3 separate regions of the Mus musculus genome follow, and all the other regions are linked to region 2. Evidence: chromatin contacts called from public HiChIP or PLAC-seq and promoter capture Hi-C data. All regions are on one chromosome and are shown on one strand. The core of a region is the stretch at or near the end of the contact, and the rest is flanking DNA. Distances in the headings are between cores, read along the strand shown.

Region 1 (3,613 bases), core at 479-2,978, 1.0 Mb after region 2:
AACAGAGAGGAATCTAGTTGCACAGAATCCCAGTGCCCTATCTTCAGTGGTGGTCTGTTTGTGTAGGGAATTTCCCACAGACTATCAGGCCATTCTAAGCTGCCCCTCAGTTGCTCTTTCAAGATAAGGATAAAGCCTTAGCGACAAGGGAATGAATGATTGGAAAGGCATGCATTTTCCACCACCTTTAGGTTCATAACTACACCATGCTATTGCTATGCAGTGAACCTTCTATTCCAGGTCCTCAGAATAAAATGCCACCACAGCTAACTAGAAGGCAGGTGAAATGGTTTTGCACTCAGTTCAAAATAGCTAGGATGCTGCATGGCACAGGAAAAAAAAAGTCTCTGAATGAAGAGCTCTCTAACTCCCCTGCATCAAAATCACTCTAGATGCTTTTTCAAAGTAGAAATTGTGATCTCTCTCTCTCTCTCTCTCTCTCTCTCTCTCTCTCTCTCTCTCTCTCTCTTTCTCTCTCTCTCTCACTCCCTCGCTCTCACTCACTCTCTCTCCCTCCCTCCCTCCTCAGATTCACCAAACTTGAGTTCATGAGAAATTGCAATTTTTCTGATGGAAACTCAGGACTGAAGAGGGAATACTCATTTAGTGGAAATGAGTGAGATTTTGGAGTCAAATATGATGCAGACTCCTGAAGTCTTCCCCTTAAAGTGGTGTGAATATGGGGTGTGGTGGGGGGAAATCACTTCAACCCTTTGGGTTTCTATTTCACTGGAAACAATGGCATGAAATACAAGTAAACCATATCATACATGGTATATATTACATAACAACAGGGTTGGTATAAATTCTTTTCCATGCTAGCAAAGAAGACAGCATTGTTGAATAATAGAGATAATTTGATGTTACTCAGAAGAAAATCAGCCCTCTCCCACGCCATCCTGTCTCCTTGAATCCCCTCTAACAGTTGTTGCTCCTGGGCTTCTATTTTTCTTTCCCACCAAAAAATAAAACCACTTGGCTAAGTGTTCTTTCTTAGCATGGATTAATAATTAACACCTTTCAGCTTCCTTGTAAATCACATGTGGCACATAGTAGGAACTCACAGCTACCAAATGAATGCCAAGATTTAACTCCAGCCCTACTGACCTCAACATCTGCACATTAGTTTAACCTGATTCTTGTTTCAGTCCTGTAATTTCAATTTAAGCGAGTCTAAGACATTGCCCTACCACATCGGGAAATCAGATCCGTTTTTTACTTGGATAGACAAGTCAGAACAAAATCCCTCCCTCTACTCCCAGGGAAAGTCTGCCTTCCTCTCCTCAGGTTACCAAGTCCCTTGGGGGAACACAGCTTGCTCTTAACCCTTAGGTCTTCAAACCTTGTCAATATGAAATAAGAAACCAGCACTGATCCCCTCATAAGACTAGGCAAACAACCAACTATGAGGAAGTAAAACTACAGCAGGCTGCCCTTGGGAAGAAAACCAACTTCTTTGCGCTTTGACATGAAAGGACAGGAAGCCTGAGAAAGGAAGCAGGCAAGAAGGGCTGAGCAAGGGGAGAGCAAAGCAGGGGTCTCTTCCAGCTGCTTCAGTTGCATTTGCCCAAGCTGCATATTTACCTTCTAACCACGAAGGCTGATTGACTTGTTCCCTTTCGCCTGGTTCAGATTTGAGAAGAGAGAGAGAGAAAATAAGAACTTCTCACAGCTTGTCAGACAGGGATGGGATTCCCAGTTGCTCTTTGCAGTGATGCCTGAAAACCTTGCTTTACCTTTGGGAGAGAGGGGAGGAGTCCAGCTTAATGGGAATTAACTCCAACTACGCTGGAGGCTTCAAACTCACCCTCTGACATGCAGGCACTTGAAGCAGAAACCAGCTCAGCTAGCACTGGGCTCTCACCCTTTCACCACCCACATCCCAGCTGCCAAGGGCTGGCTCTCTCTCTCTCTCTCTCTCTCTCTCTCTCTCTCTCTCTGTGTGTGTGTGTGTGTGTGTGTGTGTGTGTGTAGATGTCTGCCTCTGTCTCCTCTGTCTGCCTCCCTCCCATCTTCCCTCCACCTTCCCCCTTTCTCTCCTTCTCTCTCTCTGCTTCCCCCTCCGCCCTGTGTGTGTGTGTGTGTGTGTGTGTGTGTGTGTGTGTGTGTGTGTGTGTGTGTGTAGCCACTCTATGTCTCTTCCTCACTTGCTGAATGGCAGCTGTGGAACAGAGGTTCTCCCTAACTTTTCCCCGAACACCCAAATAATCTCGACCACAAGTATTAGGCACTCTGGGGCAGAGGGTGGTAGACTGAGAGAATAGAATTTTCCCTCAAACTGTTATCTATTGTTTTGGGGAAAATAATACTCTGATAGAGAAATTTGTGACTCTGTTAACACAACCTGACCTTTAAGAAAACAACTGAGGACTGGAGAGATTTATGTCCATGTATCAAAGTGCTTTCTACACAACCTCAAGACCCATGTTTGCTCCTCAGACCCTATGGTAGAAGGAGAGAACAGATTCTTGAAAGTTGTGCTCCGAACCCCATAAACATGCTCTGGCATGTACGTGCCCATATTCATACTCACATAGGTTTCACACAAACAGGAATAATAATATGTAAAATTAAAAGACACAAAATGATGAAGAACTACGTGTAGTGGCACACAACTGTAATCCCAGTGTGCCAGAGCCTGAGGCAGGAAGATCACAAGTTCAATGCTAACCTGAGTTACCTAGCTAGATGATCGTGAAAACAAACAAAACCCTAAGAACTTACTCAAGCCATACATTGAAAGGGAAGTAATACCTATTGAAATAGGAGTAGAGCCAAACATCAGTGCCCAACTTATCTAACAGCACAGGAACTGCCCTTTTCCACTTGGAAAACAAACTGAGTGATCTGAAAAGGAATGAACCTTGTCTGATGCTCTGCCCCGGGATAATATCATCTCTCAGGTATGAGTATCCCTGGCACACTCTACTTCTTTTTGGAGACCTATCATCATCTCTATTGTGCACTTCTGCGTGTGGCTCTTATTTCCCCTTCAGTCTAGATGCCTTGTGAAAAAGGAACTTGACTCGAACTAAGTTATAAGGAAGAAGACTTAACAGAACAGTCTTAGTGGATCCCAAATATTGATGCTTCCTGATTGCCTTCAAAAGTATGCTCTGAGCACTAGCAATCTTGTATTTCTGCATCTTACAGCAAAAGTACACAAGGCAAAACTAAAGGAATTAGTAGTTTGATATATTCATTGGGCTATAATTATTTAATGAGCCTACTAAACTTTTCTCATCTGCCTAGATACATGCATAAATCCTGCCCTGTCTTTTATCATCTATATTCATGCATATATTCATTTATCAAGCTATTTCCCATCAGCAGTTTTTAACCATGTTTTTTCTTCCCAAACATACTGATAAATGACATTCCCATCTGTAATAAGAGCTTACTGAGGCACTTCCTGCAGGGAGGGCCAGCTGACTTCTTGCATATAACTTGTAGTAGTCTGACATTTAGTAGTATAAGTTCCCTTGAAATTTTAGACACTCTCCCAGTTGTTATCTGCTTAGGAGTCACTGCTTCATATATAGAACTATGTGTGTAAATCAGTTGTTTTCAACTTGTAGGTTTATAGCGGGTTGACCTACCCTTTTGCAGGGGT
Region 2 (3,485 bases), core at 106-2,605:
TTCTCTATGGGGGTGGTGCATGCGCTATGTTGAGCATGTCTCAGGCTGGAAAACAACTTATAGGAGTTGGTTTCCTACCCCCATCACATGGGTCCTGGGGATGAAGTCAGGTCGTGAGGCTTAGATACCGGTGCTTTCATCTAAGCTGCCATTTCCCTGGCTCAGAGAGCAGGATCTTTGTTGCATGCTAGCATAGATGGAAGTAGATTGGATAAAACAAAGTAATATAATTTAGGAATTTCAGAAATCTTGAGGTCCTGTTAAAAGAAAAATATCAACATTATGACACTTCAGCTCATCTAAGCACTAGCTCTTCCTAACAGCACCAAAACAATGTCTGACAAAATGAGACGAGATTTATCTACCATAATACTTGGTCCATGAAGAGTATTAAGTAAAAAAAATCATTTCCCCCAGCCTCTGATCACCCAAGTAGTGTTACAGCTTGTTATTGTTTATTACAGTCCATTAAAACACCAATCCAAAGAAAATTAAAAAAATAACAAAAGAAAAAAAAGATTAAAAAACAAAAAACAAAAAACCAATCCCAAGAACCCATAGTTGTGACGCTGCCAGGCCAGTTTACCAGATCAAGGTCATCCTGAGCTATATAGGGAATTCTAAGTCAGCCTGGGCTACCGGATACACTGTCTTTAAAAAACTATCCAAAATAAATGCATCAAATAAAACCTCACTTCCTTACTTTCACAGCAGAGCTAAAACAAAACAGTCCAATATCATTTACTGTAGCTGAATGTTTATCTTTTTTTTCTAAGTCTTCATTACCTGCCTATCATCTATCTATCTATCTATCTATCTATCTATCTATCTATCTATCTATCTATTGCTGACTTGGAGCTCCCAGCAATCAGTCCTCTTGACTCGTGAACTACTATGCCAGGGCTAAAAGTGCACCTCAAAGATCTAGTAAGGTTTGCCTGACAAGAGCTATTCTTATTGCAAAAGGCTCATACGAACCAAGAGTAGTGGACGTTTATGTTGTCACAGGAACATCTCAGACTTATCAGGGCAAGATTTGCGGTACTTAAACACTGTTTAGTAGGTGTTCAGGGTGTCTCCTTTTTCTCAGTCGACAGAAATTGCACTTGGCAAGTTTCCATACTTTTTGATAGCTAACACCTGCGCTACCTGCAAAGGGTATAAAGCATTGCCGGCCATGCTGGGACTCGGACAACCCGCAGGCTCTATGCCTGAAGCGCTTCACCCACTACTGCTTGGTAGTGCTGGGGAAGGAGGGAGCGCCCTAGCGAGTCGAATTTTCCGCCTCTCCCGGACGCATTCCCAAAGGCAGCGTGCCGCACGCCATGGACTTCCGCCTCCTCCCCCCACCTCCCGTTTCCCCTCTGGCATTGGTGCGAGCCGCCTGACGTCACATCCGCTCCCGCAATTCCGAATCTGGAACCCGCGCGATGAAGAGAGCGTTTGTGACTGTCGGGACCACCAGTTTCGACGAGCTCGTCGCACGGGTGGTCGCTAACGACTGCGTTCAGGTGAGTCGGGGCTGGGCGGCCGGCGGGCGGCGGGCGGCGGGCGGCGGGCAGCTCGGGCTGCTTGGTGCTGGCCGCTTTAAGCTCTGCTCGCCTTCCCGAGGCGCCGGGGGAGCTGAAAGGAAGCTTGGCGGCTGTGGCTCCTGCTCTGCTGTGCCCTAGCCCACGGCTCCGCCAGTCCCCCACCCCGCCGTTTCTTCTCCCTCCCGCTTCAGCCCCTTCATGCGACCTCACTGGCCCTCCCACGGCGTTCCCCCACGACTGTCATGTGTCCCTTGGCACTCTCTCCCTGCGACTCCCGTCTCCCCACGGCCTCTCTCCAGCACCGCCCCTGCTGGGTCTCCTCTCAGCCCTTGCGCCTCCCGGAGCCTCCTCCCCGGGCCTCGACTACTTCCACGTCTGGCTTCCGTGGCTCGGTCCCTCCCCGAAGCTCTGTCGGGCCCCTTGGCGCCCCTGTCTGTGACTTCCCACCCTCTCAGGCCAGTCAGGGGTTTTGCTGGCGGCCCTTTCGTCCGCGACTCCCCCACTTAAGCCCCTCCACCAGGGAACAGGTTGCTCTGAGGCGCTGGCGCTGACCCCATCCCCTTAAGCCGTTAATGTTTCCCCCTCCTTCCCACCGACCGTAAGGCCTTGGCCCACGACCCCCCATTTCCTCTAGGATGGCAAACGGTTTTCCCTCACTGTGCCTCTGTCCGCGAGGCGCCCCCCTCTCAGGCGGGACGCGGTTCTGCCCTGCAGGGTCTGTGTGTGGGCGACCCCCCCCCCAGCCCCCTCGTGGTGGTATTGGTTTTCCCTGCAGCACCTCGGTCCACGCCCTCCATCCTCGGGCTGGTAATGGTTGGTTGCCCTTTAGTGCTTCAGGCCCACGTCTCCAGGCCGGTAAAAGGGTTGCCTAGCGCCACCTTGGCTCGAGACCCCCTCCTCGCGCGCCACAGGTGGCCCCGTGACACCTTGGCTCGAGACCCCCTCCTCGCGCGCCACAGGTGGCCCCGTGACACCTTGGCTCGAGACCCCCCTCCTCGCGCGCCACAGGTGGCCCCGTGACACGAGACCCCCCTCCTCGCGCGCCACAGGTGGCCCCGTGACACCTTGGCTCGAGACCCCCTCCTCGCGCGCCACAGGTGGCCCCGTGACACTTTGGCTCGAGACCCCCTCCTCGCGCGCCACAGGTGGCCCCGTGACACTTTGGCTCGAGACCCCCTCCTCGCGCGCCACAGGTGGCCCCGTGACACCTTGGCTCGAGACCCCCTCCTCGCGCGCCACAGGTGGCCCCGTGACACTTTGGCTCGAGACCCCCTCCCTCTCCCCACCTGGTAGCAGGTCATCCTGTTGCACTTTGGCTCCAGACCACTCCCAGCCAGTAATTGATTGCCCTGATGTGCTGTTTATTCGAGTCCTTGAACAGGTAAAGAGGGTCTTTCCCTCTGGGTGGCTCAGGCGGTGACCCCCTACTGCTTTGTTGTGACTCAGCTCTTCTGGTGGGACCTAAACAAGCTCCTCCCTTGGTTCCCACCTCGTTCTCCTCCACTCCTCCTCCTCCTTCAAGGTACACTTGTTCTGTGCTCCACTTGTTTTGTGCTGGTGGGTGGTAAGTGAGGTTCCTTGGCGGTGCCCTGACTTGGGGGAAAAAGGGTTAATTTTGAAAACTGGTAGGCCGCAGATGGCTTTCACATGTCTGGCTGCTGCTTTTGAGCTGCAACTTGGGGCTTGCTTGACTGGCGTTCTCGAAAGAATTTAAAAGCGCCTTTAAAAGCGCCGTTTTCTTATTTTCCTGTTTTAGATCCTCGAGAGTCTGGGTTACAACCATCTTGTCCTCCAAGTTGGTAGAGGCACTGTGGTGCCCAAACCATTCCGTACTGAGTCATTCACTCTGGATGTTTACAGGTATAAGGATTCTTTGAAAGAAGACCTTCAGCAAGCTGATCTTGTCATTAGCCACGCAGGTAAAGTATCTGAGAATCTTGGGGGTCTGTGTTT
Region 3 (3,469 bases), core at 413-2,912, 1.6 Mb before region 2:
AAGGTATCGGCCTGATAATCCAGGAGACTGTAGTTTACATCTTAAGACTGGCTTACAGTCGACATCAGAAAGTGTTTCCTAAGCAAGGTACCTAACTGTGGTTTTTCTGGATATTCTTCTAACGTATGCGAGTCTGCAATAAATATTAAACCAATATGAGGTACATTCTGAGTAGTTCTTTCCTTAATTACCGGCCCTTAGAGGAGCCAGCCCAGCCACGAGGTAGAGAGCGTCAGAGAAGAGGGGGCCCCCTGGACCCAGCTAGCGCTCACTTTTCCTGGCTGTTCTTTCCAAGGTGGGGTTAGGAAGCAGCTGCGCTCTCTCTGTCTCTCGCTCTCTGTGTCTCTCTGTCTCTGTCTCTGTCTCTCTCTGCGGGTGGGGGACGGGGGTGGGGAGGGAAAGAGGTCAGGAGAATCTTCTTTTCCTCCACCAAGTCTATCACTGAAGGTTCGCTGTGGTCGGAAGGGGGCGGAGAGGAAGAAGGACGGCAGGAGGGAAGGAGGGAGAGAGCCAGCAAGGTTTGTGTAGGGTGGGGGGAGGGGGGAGAGAGAGAAAAGCATCAGAGCTGGGTTAGAAGGAGTCCGAGGAGAAATCCTCAAATTTAGGCACTCAAGAAGAAAGTGAGGCTGTGACAAGAAGGTGAGCAATACTTTTATGGTCTTTTTTTTTTTTTTTTTTTGAATCTCCCATTTCAAGGCCGAAGGGAGGAAGCAGGAAGTCCATACTCAGCACACTCCCCAAGCTAAAGCCTGTCCATCAGTTTCACAGCCTTACTCCTAGAAGTTAGCGAGGACCGGCTGAGTGCCCAGTATGTGGTCAGGTATGCAAAGTAGTGGCCCGAGAACCAGGTCAACGGAGGAGTTAGTCCGCCAGGCTTAGGTGGGGAGGTGAATTCAGTCACAGTGGCGAAAGAGCAAAACTGTGCGCGAGTGCACGCTTGGAGTGCAGAAGACCAGGCTGGAGAAGGAGGAGGAAAGAGGCGGGGATGGGGCCTCCGAGGGTAGCAGGGTGGGGGCGGGGGTGGGGTGGGGTGGGGTGGGGAGCAGAGAGGAAGCAGGGCAGGAGGTGGGAAGCGAGGACGAAGTGGGTAGGCTGTGGAGGGAAGGCTGCGAGGCGGGGCAGTGGTGGCTTGAAGACGTGTGTATGTGTGTGTGTGTGTGTGTGTATGTGTGTGTGTAGGGAGGGAGTGAAGTGGATCGGAGGAGTGTGTGTGTGTGTGTGTGTGTGTAGGGAGGGGGTGAAGTGGACGGGAGGAGGGCCGAAGGTGGAGGGAGTTGGCGACGAGGGGGTGGAGAGAGGGAGGGGAAACCGGAGGAAGCGAGCGGCGGCTGCCGGGGGAGGAAGGCAAGGAGGAGGAGCCGGAGCGGCGGCGGTGGCGGCTGCTGCTGCTGCTGCGGCCGCCTGGGGAGCCCAGCCGAGTGCCGCCTGGGGCTGCGGGGAGTGAGGGGAGACGGAGAGTTCGGTGGAGCCCGGGCAGCGGAGCCGAGCAGCGGGTGAGTGGAGCCCCAGGGGGACTCGGCGGCCAGTCCTCGGGGGGCCGGACGAGGAGGAGCGGGAAGATGGAGCGGTGGCGGCGGGGCGGAGGGTGGCGGCCCCATGGCCCGGCCCCTGGCTGGCCCCGCGTCCCCGCCCTCCCTCTCGGCTTCCTCCCGCCGCCCGCCTGCGCCTGGGGGGCTGGTCCGGAGCAGGCGGAGGGCTGAGGGTGGCGCTGGCCCGGAGGGCGGGCGTGAGGGGCCAGGGGGGGTGGAGCTGGGGGTTCGGGGGTGTACCCAGGGGCGGGAGGCTGGACCGGGACTGCTCTAAATTGGCTGGAGAGGGGGCCCCGTCGGCGGCGAAGTTGCTAGCTGGGGGCAGAGACGGCCACGCGGTTGCAGGAGTAAGACCCCCCCCCCCTCTCGTGGAGTGGCTGAGACGAGGAGTCCGGCGTCCCTGCCCTCCCCGTCGCCCTCCCCGCCTGCCCAGCCCTGCTAGCTTCTCTCCTAGCCTCCGCGTGTCCCCTCTCTCTCTCACCCCCTTCTGCCTCCCGCTTGGCTCCCTCGGCAGTGCCTAGTGCCGGGCCCCCTAGGTCCCAGTCCTGACCCTCTTGGCCTCCAACTTGCCTTCACCCGTGCTTGCTTGGCCACCACTCCCGTTCCCCTTTTCTTCCCTCACTAGTTACCCCTCCCCGCTTCGTTAATTCCCGTGCAATTGCCTCTTTGAGACCTTTTTTTCCTCTCCTTCCTTTTAGATTGGCCAACGGCTCCTTTCAACCCTGCCTCGTTGGTGGCCACTGGAGAAGCGCGGGGGGCTCCCCAGACAGCCGTGGGGACAAGTTAGAGCCAGCACTTTATCCCGGGCCTCGCGTGTAGCTTTCCCTCCCCTGTTCTAGGTGCCCCAGTGTCCAGAGGGGGGTGCGGGTGTGCCCTCCTTACATGTTCCACCGCCCGGGCAACCCTTCGGTCTCGTGTTCCATCTCGCTCTTGCTTCCTGTACCGTAGTCAAGTGGAGCCACTTTGCATCATGTCCCGGTATAGCTACCAAAGTCTCCTGGACTGGCTCTATGGGGGCGTCGACCCCAGTTTTGCAGGCAATGGGGGCCCCGACTGTGCTGCCTTCCTGTCTTGGCAGCAGCGGCTGCTGGAAAGTGTGGTGGTCCTGACCCTGGCCCTGTTGGAGATCCTGGTGGCCCTGCGGCACATCCTGAGGCAGAAGGAGGACGGTAGGGGTGGCCGTAGCAGCCAGCCACAGCAGGTGACCCAGCGGCCAGAGGAAGGCAAGGAGAGCCTGAGCAAGAATCTGCTCTTAGTAGCCCTGTGCCTGATCTTCGGGGTGGAGGTGGGCTTTAAGTTCGCCACCAAGACCGTCATCTACCTGCTCAACCCTTGTCACCTGGTCACCATGATGCATGTGAGTCTGTTGACTTTTTCCTGGGCAGCCTAAGTGATAAGAGTCATTAGCGTGCTCAGGACACTGGTGTGTAGAGCACTTCGTTCCCGTGGGAAGTGGGACCCTTACAAATGCTTTTCCAACCAGCATCCGCTTTTGTGCTAGTAAACTTCAGCATTGCACAACAGGTCAGCCCCACAGTGGAGGTGAACCCTAGAAATGACTTGCACTTGGAGCCCCATGCCCCTCCCATCTCAGCTCTGCTGGGGCCTGGCCTTTTCACCAGCAGGAAGTCCAGCCCCAGCTAGGTGACCATTCAGGATCACATCTGTGGCGCATGGCCAGCACTCCTGCCTTTTGTAGTAGTTTCCCAAGGGGCCTGGTGACAGGCTTTCCTGGAGGTGGTGGTCACACAAGCTTCTTTGTCTCCACTGTGGTACATTGGGGGGAATAGTTTTAGGGGTTTCTCTTAATGACTCTTTCATTTCAGGGTGTCTGCTCTCGGGGTGAGGTCAGCTTTTAGGTTGTAAGATACTTGAGCAACCTAATTTCCTCACAGGCTGGAGATCGCGATCCCGTGTGAGAGGGGTTTTCCTTTTTTCAA

Evidence for each region. Promoter capture Hi-C pulls out the DNA fragments that hold promoters and counts their contacts. HiChIP or PLAC-seq counts read pairs in DNA pulled down with a chosen protein or histone mark.
Region 1: an H3K27ac HiChIP or PLAC-seq map of large pre-B cells shows a contact between it and region 2, with 5 times the contacts expected there. The contact joins the promoter of Lhfpl1 here to the promoter of Alg13 in region 2. A contact is called at or near these places in 2 of 39 promoter capture datasets (pre-B cells and second pharyngeal arch cranial neural crest) and 1 of 115 datasets of contacts at active chromatin or transcription factors (large pre-B cells).
Region 3: a contact with region 2 is called in a promoter capture Hi-C map of liver, with 3 times the contacts expected there. The contact joins the promoter of Tmem164 here to the promoter of Alg13 in region 2.

Annotation. Positions count from the first base shown.
Region 1 is chrX:145,347,211-145,350,823 of GRCm38.p6, forward strand. It overlaps Lhfpl1 (lipoma HMGIC fusion partner-like 1), which reads right to left and starts at 1,729. Exons shown (of 4, transcript NM_178358.4): 1 at 1,585-1,729.
Region 2 is chrX:144,316,611-144,320,095 of GRCm38.p6, forward strand. Alg13 (asparagine-linked glycosylation 13) reads left to right here and starts at 1,356. Exons shown (of 4, transcript NM_026247.3): 1 at 1,356-1,511; 2 at 3,289-3,451. The coding sequence starts at 1,431. Gm33235 (a long non-coding RNA gene) reads right to left here and starts at 1,371. Exons shown (of 2, transcript XR_878274.2): 1 at 979-1,371; 2 at 1-257.
Region 3 is chrX:142,680,064-142,683,532 of GRCm38.p6, forward strand. Tmem164 (transmembrane protein 164) reads left to right here and starts at 1,663. Exons shown (of 7, transcript NM_001199360.1): 1 at 1,663-1,876; 2 at 2,228-2,886. The coding sequence starts at 2,500.